3 separate regions of the Sus scrofa genome follow, and all the other regions are linked to region 1. The links are chromatin contacts, called in public Hi-C maps. All regions are on one chromosome and are shown on one strand. Each heading gives the region's core, a stretch centred on a gene start, on an enhancer-like site or on the middle of the called end of the contact. The rest is flanking DNA. Distances are from core to core; before and after follow the strand shown.

Region 1 (3,078 bases), core at 398-2,897:
AGCACAAATCTGACCTGCTCAACGTCTTTCGGAAGCATCCCACTCCTGCAAGGCTTCCCATGATCAAGCTCCTTGCTACCTTTACAGCTCATCTTCCCTCCCCTCTCTTTTCCTGGCATCCTCTTTCTCAGTCATTCCGCCTGCCTGAGCTCTCTAAATATCATGCCATTTCAGGCCTTCCTTCCTTTGCTCAGCAAACGCCGCTGCTTCTCCCTGTTCATCTAATTCCTACTTCAATGGCTTCTAGGGAGGCTTAAGTACCACCACTTAAAGTATCCCTAGTGCCATCTGTGCATCTCAATCACACTGTACTGTACAAGCTCACGCACTTGTCTCCGTCAACCATAAGGGCCGAGACAACAGAGTCTATCAACCTTATTTGATTTGCAGCACTGCTGACTGGCACACAGGAAATACTCCTAAACAGGTCTGATTTGATGCCTTCTAAATTTAAAAAAGGAAAGGAGCTTATGTAGTGGAACTTTTATCACCCTTCCAGTAGAGCACAAAGTAACAGCACTCTACTACAAAGCCAAATGTGCTTCGGACAAATGGCTTTTACTACAAAGCCACGTGAATGGAAATACAAAGAAATCAAACAGAAAACACACACCCTTTTCAACAGCAGAAATGTACGAAGTTCTTTAGAACCACGCAGCCGCTAATAAACCAGACTTGCGCTTTTATACTACGTGGGCAAGTCGCACTGTTTGATGATAATAACAGGTTGGAAAGCTTCTCATCTCAAGAAAGCAAATTATTAACGTCTCATGGCCACGCTACTGTAATTTCAGGCCCGATGTGGGTTCCCACCTCCTGACAGGTCCGTGTCCTTACGTAGGAGACGCCTACGCATCACCTTAGGAGTCCCTCACCTGTCAATCACTCGTTCTCTAAATCTGAACCGGAGGAAAGCTGACGGAAGAAGGCAGAGTGCGGGCGATGGTAAACACTTTGGGAAAGGGCGGCAGCGGAAGGCCACGGTCCCAGGCAAGGACGAGCGCGGAGGGTGAGGCAAAGCCAGGCCAGAGCGCTGACAGCTGGCGAGGAACCGGGAGGAAGACGCGACCTCGGAGCTGGGCGCCGGGGCTGGAGCCACGCGAGGCGGAGGAGACACGCGGGAGAGCGGGGGTGGGGAGAGCGCTCGGCCGGGACCAGAGGAGGCGAGACGCAGGGTCCGGCCAGAGGGCGGGGCGGTTCCGGCGCGAGGCCGACGGCGCCGACGCAGGCAGCGCGGACGCGGCCCCAGGGCGAGGAGGGCAGGGGATCCGCGAGGGGAGCTAGGAGCCGGGGGCCGGAGTCGCGCAGTTGGGGGGAGACTGGACCCCGCGATCAGGGCGTGCGGGGGCGGCGGGGGCACTTACTGGGGTCCCTCTTCAAGGCGCCGCTGGGGGTCTCCTCCCGCAGATGAGGGAAGAGGAAGTCCCGGGCGGCCTGGAGGTCCTGGAAGTAGCAGAACTGGACGATGGAGCAGGCCATGGCTCCGGGGACCCCCGATCGGGCATCCAGCTGGCCTCGCCACCCCTGCCCCCGCCACCCCGCGGCCACCGCCGCCGCCGCCGCCGCCTCCGCGGAGCCGGGAAAGCAGGAGCCGCGCGGGGGCGGGGACACCAGGCCGGAAGCCGTCAGCGCCCGCGGGGCCGCCGTCCGAGCGCTGCGCATGCGCGGGCGGCCCGCGTGACGTGACCGACGGCGGCGTCGACGTGGAGGATGGGGCTGGTTCTGGTCCCAGTCCTGCGGCTGCACCGGGGGATGAAACGTCTTCTTTCTTGTGGCTTTTAGCCAGAGATGATCTAATTGGACGCCGGCCCTCGAGTCATTTAACCAGTCTCCTGGACCTGCCACAATTGGCAGGATCCTGATGGTTGAGCGGATAGTCCCTGTTAAGCCTGCGGCAGGCCAGTTGAGGACGGTATCATGCAAGTATCTGAGTTTGAAAGATATTTCTTCTGGCCATCAGCCCCATCAAGGCTACTTTAAATGCCCTGCCTATAAATTCTCATCGTTCTACGTACGCCTAATATAATGCGTGTTGTGCTGAATTATATTTAGGTTTTCGGCATCCACTTGCTTTTACATTCATTCATTCATGCATTCAACACATTCATTACTCTCTTTTCAATGTCAGCCACGCAAGGCACTGAGTATAAAGCAGGGAACAAAAGAAATAAAATGTTTGTTCCCGTGGACCTCAAAATTCTAGTGGCTGACACAGTTAGTAACCAATGTAATTGAAGTTGTAATAGTGCTAGGAGGAAAAGAGAGTTAAAAAGTACTATGAAAGAACAGATCAGTAGAGTTCCCGTCGTGGCGCAGTGGTTAAGGAATCCGACTAGGAACCATGAGGTTTCAGGTTGGATCCCTGGCCTTGCTCAGTGGGTTAAGGATCCGGCGTCGCAAACGCGGTCATATCCCACGTTGCTGTGGCTCTGGCGTAGGCCAGCGGCTACAGCTCCGATTCAGCCCCTAGCCTGGGAACCTCCATATGCCGTGGGAGCGGCCCTAGAAAAGGCAAAAAGACAAAACCGAACAGTGGACTTTACCTTGTTTTTTCTTTTTCGTTCTGTTTCGCTGAAGCGGAGGTGGAGGGTTGTCAGGATCAGGAAGCAGACTTGATTGTAAACTGCTGAAGGCTGTGATGTCATTAAATTGCGCATTATATCCACCGTGTCTAGCGAGGAACCTGGAACACTGTGCTCAATAAATATTTGTTGGAGGAGTAAATGGAATGTGTATATAAAGTAAATACAATAACTCCATGCTTTTCCAAAGCACTTCCATGTTCATTAAAGTACTTTCCCACATATTCAATTAGATAGTCACAATGCCATCTTGGAAAAGTGTCTTTTCTCAGTTTTTTAGTGAAGGAATTTATCTGTGTGTCTGAGAAGACGCAAAGTCCATTTAAATAATTTTTTCTAGAGAAAAAGAATGTACATATATATGACTGGATCACTTTGCTGTACAGTAGAAAATTGACAGAAGACTGTAAACCAACTATAATGGAAAAATAAAAATCATTTAAAAAAAATAAAATAGGAGTTCCCATTGTGGCTCAGTGCTATCTAACCCGCCTAG
Region 2 (2,881 bases), core at 129-2,628, 330 kb after region 1:
CTGAGAAAGGAACCAGGTCTTGGCTGCTGAGCATCATGTGTTCAGTGAAGAGGCAGAGCCCACCGGCCTAAGACTTCAAACAGGCTCTGCTCATGCGGAGATGGATCCTTATCTATATCCATATCTATATATTTTTGGAACCCGGCCAGGGCACATGGAAGGTCTCAGGTGAGGGGTCAAACTCTTGCCACCACAGCGACCTCATGGGATCCTTAACCCACTACCCCACACAGGGGAACTCTCAGTTGCAGGGAGAGTTCAATTTTCGCTTTTCCCAAAGATCTGGATCCCAGCCCTGCCCGCCCTTCTCCTCCCAGCCCAGAGCAGCTTTCTGTAGATGACCAATCAGGACCCAGGGCGATGGCCCACCTCTTGCCTCCTTAAACTCTCCTAGAATGGTGCCACAGGTTAAGGGACAATCCCTGAAAAATAAACAAATGACCTCACACCTTCACTTAGCCAAGAATCCACTTGGTTCACAAAGAATCTGCTTAAATGGAGGGGGAAAGAGATCCCAAGCTGGATTTTCGTTAAAGCAGTAAAAACAGATTTTTCTCGGTGACTACTGAGAAGCAGGGGAAGAACTGAGCTCGGTTTCCAGGAGCCCAGACCTCAGTGGGTCTAAAGGGTGAATGGGGGGGGGGTGTCTGGTGGGAACTGACACGTGGAGAGCAGTGGAGGTGGGGGCGGGCCAGGTGTGCCTGCAGGGGGCCCATCCGCGGAGGCCCGAGACCGGAGGTATGGCAGAGTTGTAGGACACACACACACACGCGGAAGGGACCGCGGGACGGTTCACGGTGGGGAGTAAGTGGGGAGCGGGCCAGGGGCTTGGCTTCAGACGCTGGCAGGAACCATCCCTGCAATCTGGCAGCTTCGAGCTTTCTGGGGCAGAGATTTTAGTGTGTGTGTGTGTGTGTGTGTGTGTGTGTGTGTGTGTGTGTGTGTGCATGGGGCGGGGGGGGGTGTTAGGCGAGGCGGGGGTTATCCTTGCGCCTTGGCCCTACCGGCCAGAAGCCACACTCGAGTTTGTTCAGAGCCCAGAAGCTTCCACGGAGCGGGTTGTGGGCCGAAAGTCGTGCGGTTCTCGGGCGATCTGCCAGTTCCTAACGCTGAAAATCTTCCCTTCTGCCGCCTACAGGCGACTGTCCTGTCCCCTGGGCCCCGTCGCGCAGCCAAGCAGCGGGACAGGGAGAGCGGGTCGGAGAGCGAAAGTGACCTCTCGGGACAAAGGGGCGGCGCGGCCTCTGGCTTTGGGCCTCCTGCTCCCCCGCGGGGGCGCAGGGCACCCCGGCGCCCAGCGCGTCCTGCCACATCGGCGCGCGCAGAAAGGCGGGTCAGGCCGCTGACTGGGCAGCTCGGGCTCCGCCCCCCGCAGCCCCGAGCCCCCGGCGCCCCGCCCGCGCCAGTCGCAGGCTGGTCTGCGCTCCGCGGTCGCCGGGTCATGGGCGCCGTCGGCTCGTCCCCGCTGGTCCGCCTCGGCCTCTCCGCGCCGTCCCGGCCCCGCTGGCTCGGGGTCGCCGCGCTGGGACTGGCCGCGGTGGCGCTGGGGGCCGTCGCCTGGCGCCGCGCGTGGCCTCGGCGGCGCCGGCGGCTGCAGCAGGTGGGCACCGTGGCGAGACTCTGGCTCTACCCGGTCAAGTCGTGCAAGGGGGTGCCGGTGAGCGAGGCCGAGTGCACGGCCCTGGGGCTGCGCTGCGGCCACGTGCGCGACAGGTAGGGCTGAGCCCAGCGCGGGTCCCTGCTGCGGAGGGCTGCGGGGAGGGAGCTGGCACCTGGCCCGGGGAAGGAGAAGGGAGGCCGGCCACCTGGCTTTTCCGGACCGCCTGTTGGATCCTCTGGCTTTGAGCCTGCGGCTGGAAAGATCCAGTTCGCGTCGGGTTCGGGTTTGGGGAGGCAGGGGAGGGGGCAAGCCTCTGGCCCTCCCCGGAGGAGAGCTTCCTTTTCTGTAATAGGACAGATCCGCTCTCCAAGGCTCCTGCTAGTGCTAAACTTTCTGATTTGATAGTATGAGGAGACAAATGTTGTTGGCACTCCCGTGGACAGACGGGAGCAAAGCTGAAGCCAAGTGTTTGTTTTAAAGGGCCACACGTGAGGCATATAGAGGTTCCCAGGTCCCAGGCTAGGGGTCAGATGGGAGCTGCAGCTGTGGGCCTATGTCAAGCCACAGCCACAGCCACAGTGATTAGAGCCATGTCTGGGAGCTACGCCAGAGCTCACTGGCAATGCTGGCTCCTTAACCCACTGAGCTGGGGCCCAGGGCTCGAACCCAGGTCCTCATGGATACTAGTCAGCTTCCTTACCACTAAGCCACAACCAGAACTCCTTGAAGGCAGCTCTCTTGTTCAAGGACATTGGCTGTGACCTTGCTGGGCCTTGCTCCTCACACTTTTCAGTTCTAAGGAAGGTTTTGGGAGCCTCAGGAGGTGGCGGGGCCTGACCCACTTGAAAAGGAAATGAGCAGAGAGAGTGAAGTCTTCTGCTGGGGACAGAAGGTGGCAGGGGGACAGACTGTGCACATAATCCTTTGCCATTAAGGGGACAGTGTGACCCCTGCCCCCTGAGGCAGAGTGGTCTTTGGGTGAGGAGCTCGGTAAAGCCCCACCTAGGTAGGGCCTCGCGAATGGAAATGCCGGCCTCCTCCCTCAGAAAGGAGAGGATGCTTGGTCATTTTCTCCCGAAGGTGAGCCTGCGGACACCTGCTTATGGACACAGAGTTGTGCAGCTGTGCAGCACAACTGGGAAAGGGCTCATGGCAGCAAGGATGCTAAACCCTGGAAAGAGTGATCAAGGGAGAACGGAGCCTCCTTCTCTGTTTCCTGAGGCTTGAGATGCTTGCCTGGCTGGGATGGTTTGGCTGTGGTCCTGTGTCTAATGGGAGGGA
Region 3 (3,155 bases), core at 126-2,625, 360 kb after region 1:
GCTCACGGCAATGCCGGATCCTCAACCCACTAAGCGAGGCCAGGGATCGAACCTGCTTCCTCGTGGATCCTAGTTGATTTCATTACTCGAGCCAAACAGGGACTCCAGGGGGAAGGCGGATTCATCCAAGCCGCTACTTCTCCCCTTGTTCTGGGAGGAGATCGTTGACAAGCCTCAGTGGTGGACTCTGAACCCAGTTCCTGGATGTCACAGGAGTGGGGGAGGGGGGCGTCCCTGGAGTGAGAAGAGAAAAGATAGGACAGACATACTCTGTTTAGGGAGCAATGTTTAGGCTGAGGGACAACATCCAAGGACAGATCTTAGCCCAGTGGGTCCTGAGGGTGGCTGCCTGGGGAAGGTGGATTTGCCAACCTTGGGAGACAGAGACGGTCCCCCTGTAATGTAAGACACCCCCCGCTTGCGTGGGTGATCCACTCGTGGGAACGTACTCACTGCTCTGCATCTACACTTGGAAATGGGCAAGTGGCAAATGTCGTGTTGTGTATATTCCACCGCAATAAAAATCCACTCACTTCTATCCATTTTGCCTCTTGTTCAGCTGATGGCCTTTTCCTTGCCCTGCGTTTGACGTTCTATTTGTATTTTTTGGTTGGTTGTTTTCTTTTTAGGGCAGAACCTGCAGCATATGGAGGCTCCCAGGCTAGGGGTCAAATCCGAGCTGTAGCTGCTGGCCTACACCACAGCTGCAGCAACTCGGGATCCTAGCCGAGTGTGCGACCTACACCACAGCTCATGGCAACGGCAGATCGTTAACCCATTGAGTGAGGCCAGGGATCGAACCCAAAACCTCATGGTTCCTAGTCGGATTCATTAACCACTGAACCACAACAGGAACTCCCGATGGCTTGATTTTTGAAGTGACAGGTGTCTGAAGTCAGTGCCTTACAAGTAGGATGGGTGACATTTCCTGCTGCCGGGAAGAAGCCTTAGGACCTTGTGCCAATGCTTCTTTCCCAGGGCAGTTCCTGGAAAATGAAGCCGGTACTCGGAGGCTTTGTGCCCAGAGGACCTAGAGGAGTCCCGCTGGTGCCCTGAGCTGCAGGCTGCTGCCCTGGCACCACGGGGACAGCCGGCTCCTTCCCCGCTCTCCTCAACTTGCAGGTCCTGAGGTCCTGGTCGCAGGCCTTTGCTCTCAGAGTCCCACTGGCCAGAAGCTCCCACGCCCCAGCTGGCAGAGGGGGAGGGTGACTGACAGCCGCTGGTGCCCCCCCCCCTCTCCGCACTGTCCCCAAGACGTGGGTCTGCCTGCTGCCAGATTTCTAATATAGCAAAATTACATTTTGTCCTGCAAAGTTTTTTTTGTTTGTTTATTTTAGGTTATTATTTAACCTACGAATAAGTAAATAAATAAAACGGTCGTTAGTAGCGGTCCCCGGGAGGGCACCTAGTTCTGCAGCGTCAGGGCGGAGGAAGGGGAGGAAGCCGGGACGTAGACCGCGTGGAAGCTGAGCCCCCGCCTCTCCCCCTCGGCAGCCCCGGGGCCACTCTCCCGAGGAGGACGCCATACTCTGACCCGCCCGGAACCGCTTCAGGAGCGGCCCTTCCTCTGGACTCGCGGCCCCGCTGCGGCAGGCGCGTCCCCGTGGGCCCTGCGCGAGTCCCCGCCGCGCCCGCGCTCGCCGGGGTCATGGGCGCCGCCGGCTCGTCCCCGCTGGTCCGCCTCCGCCTCCGCCTCCCCGCGCTACTTCGGCCCGGGCTCGGGCTCGCCGCGCTGGGACTGGCCGCGGCGGCGCTGGGGGCCGTCGCCTGGAGCCGCGCGCGGCCCAGGCGGCGGCGGCGGCGCCGGCGGCTGCAGCAGGTGGGCACCGTGTCGCAGCTCTGGATCTACCCGGTCAAGTCGTGCAAGGGGGTGCCGGTGAGCGAGGCCGAGTGCACCGCCCTGGGGCTGCGCCGCGGGCACCTGCGGGACAGGTAGGGCCCCGGGGGGTGGGCTCGGAACGCGGCGGGTGGGGGCCGGCTGGGTTCTGGGTCGGATCCTTCCCCAGCCGGGAAAGTGGGAGCTGAGGCGGGGAGGGGGCAGGGGCGAAGGAAAGGCGGAGGGAGGGCGCTCGCCTCCGACAGCAGACGCAGGGGCCCAGGCCTCTTTCCGGGGGCGGCTGGCCTTCCGCCTCCCACCGGCTCTTTCAGAGCCTGCGCTCAGGAGGAGCTGCGACAGGGGTCTCGGTCCTCAGGGGGCTGCCAGGGCGCAAGCAAGTTTCGCCACTGTCTAGCGGAAGCGGCAAGCTTCGCAGGATTGATGCCTCCACTTTGTTTTTCGTGATTGTCTCTTAATGTGGGGAAACTTGGAGCCGCGGAGCTAAGCCTTCAAAGCGAGCACCGCGGTGGAGCCCAAGCTTCGTGCCGCTTGAAACGTGCTATTGCATATTTTATTTTACCCAGTTCTTCCATGCCCCCTTTTACCGATAAAGTAACTGGTTCGGAGGCACCCAAGAGTGGAATCAGGACTCTTGTTTCGGGAGCACGCTGGTGCTTTGTAAACAGTGGTTTTATCTACGCCCGGCTGGTGCGGTCAGGACCTGTGTGAATTCCTGAGGTTCAGCAAAGATCGCTAAGGCCCGAAGCAAGTAGCCTGGTCCTCTTCTGAGTCTGACTCTAGGCTAGCCCTGGGCCTCATTGTAAGGCTATGCTTCAAACTCCAGACCGGCTCTTAGTTTCTGCAGGTGACACGCTGGACTCATGGGGGCTGTAACTCTTCCCCCTTCCAGAGAGAGGGCAAAGCATAACCTTGCAGGAAGGTGAACTATTTTTCTCATCATACTGTTGGAAAGTGTGGTCAGGAGAAGCCAATAGGAGTTAACCAAGTGGCTCAGCAGTCAAGAACCTGATTACCATCCATGAGGATGCAGGTTCGATCCCTGACCTCACTCAGCGGGTTAGGGATCCAGTATCGCCATGAGCTGTGGTGTAGGTTGCAGATGTGGCTTGGATCCCGTGTTCCTATGGCTGTGGCATAGGCCAACAACTGCAGCTCTGACTGGACCCCTAGCCTGGGAACTTCCACATGCTGTAGGTGCAGCCCTAAAAAGACACACACACACACACACACACACACACACACACACACACACACACACACACACACGAGAGAGAGAGAGAGAGAGAGAGAGAGAGAGAGAGAGAGAGAGAGACAGAGA

The links. A called contact is a pair of places that touch in the nucleus more often than the background predicts.
Region 2: a Hi-C map of skeletal muscle shows a contact between it and region 1, with 5 times the contacts expected there. The contact joins the promoter of MARC2 here to the promoter of RAB3GAP2 in region 1. A contact is called at or near these places in 2 of 5 promoter capture datasets (fetal skeletal muscle and liver) and 3 of 47 Hi-C or Micro-C datasets (embryonic fibroblasts and skeletal muscle).
Region 3: a Hi-C map of undifferentiated spermatogonia shows a contact between it and region 1, with 2.3 times the contacts expected there. The contact joins the promoter of MARC1 here to the promoter of RAB3GAP2 in region 1. A contact is called at or near these places in 1 of 5 promoter capture datasets (fetal skeletal muscle), 10 of 47 Hi-C or Micro-C datasets (embryonic fibroblasts, fibroblasts, liver and 4 more) and 1 of 2 datasets of contacts at active chromatin or transcription factors (skeletal muscle).

Annotation. Positions count from the first base shown.
Region 1 is chr10:9,826,683-9,829,760 of Sscrofa11.1, forward strand. RAB3GAP2 (rab3 GTPase-activating protein non-catalytic subunit) reads right to left here and starts at 1,648. Exons shown (of 35, transcript XR_002336185.1): 1 at 1,365-1,648.
Region 2 is chr10:10,155,354-10,158,234 of Sscrofa11.1, forward strand. MARC2 (a long non-coding RNA gene) reads left to right here and starts at 1,379. Exons shown (of 6, transcript XR_002336195.1): 1 at 1,379-1,713.
Region 3 is chr10:10,189,386-10,192,540 of Sscrofa11.1, forward strand. MARC1 (mitochondrial amidoxime-reducing component 1) reads left to right here and starts at 1,376. Exons shown (of 9, transcript XR_002336192.1): 1 at 1,376-1,932. All of the region lies in intron 5 of MARC2 (a long non-coding RNA gene), which reads left to right.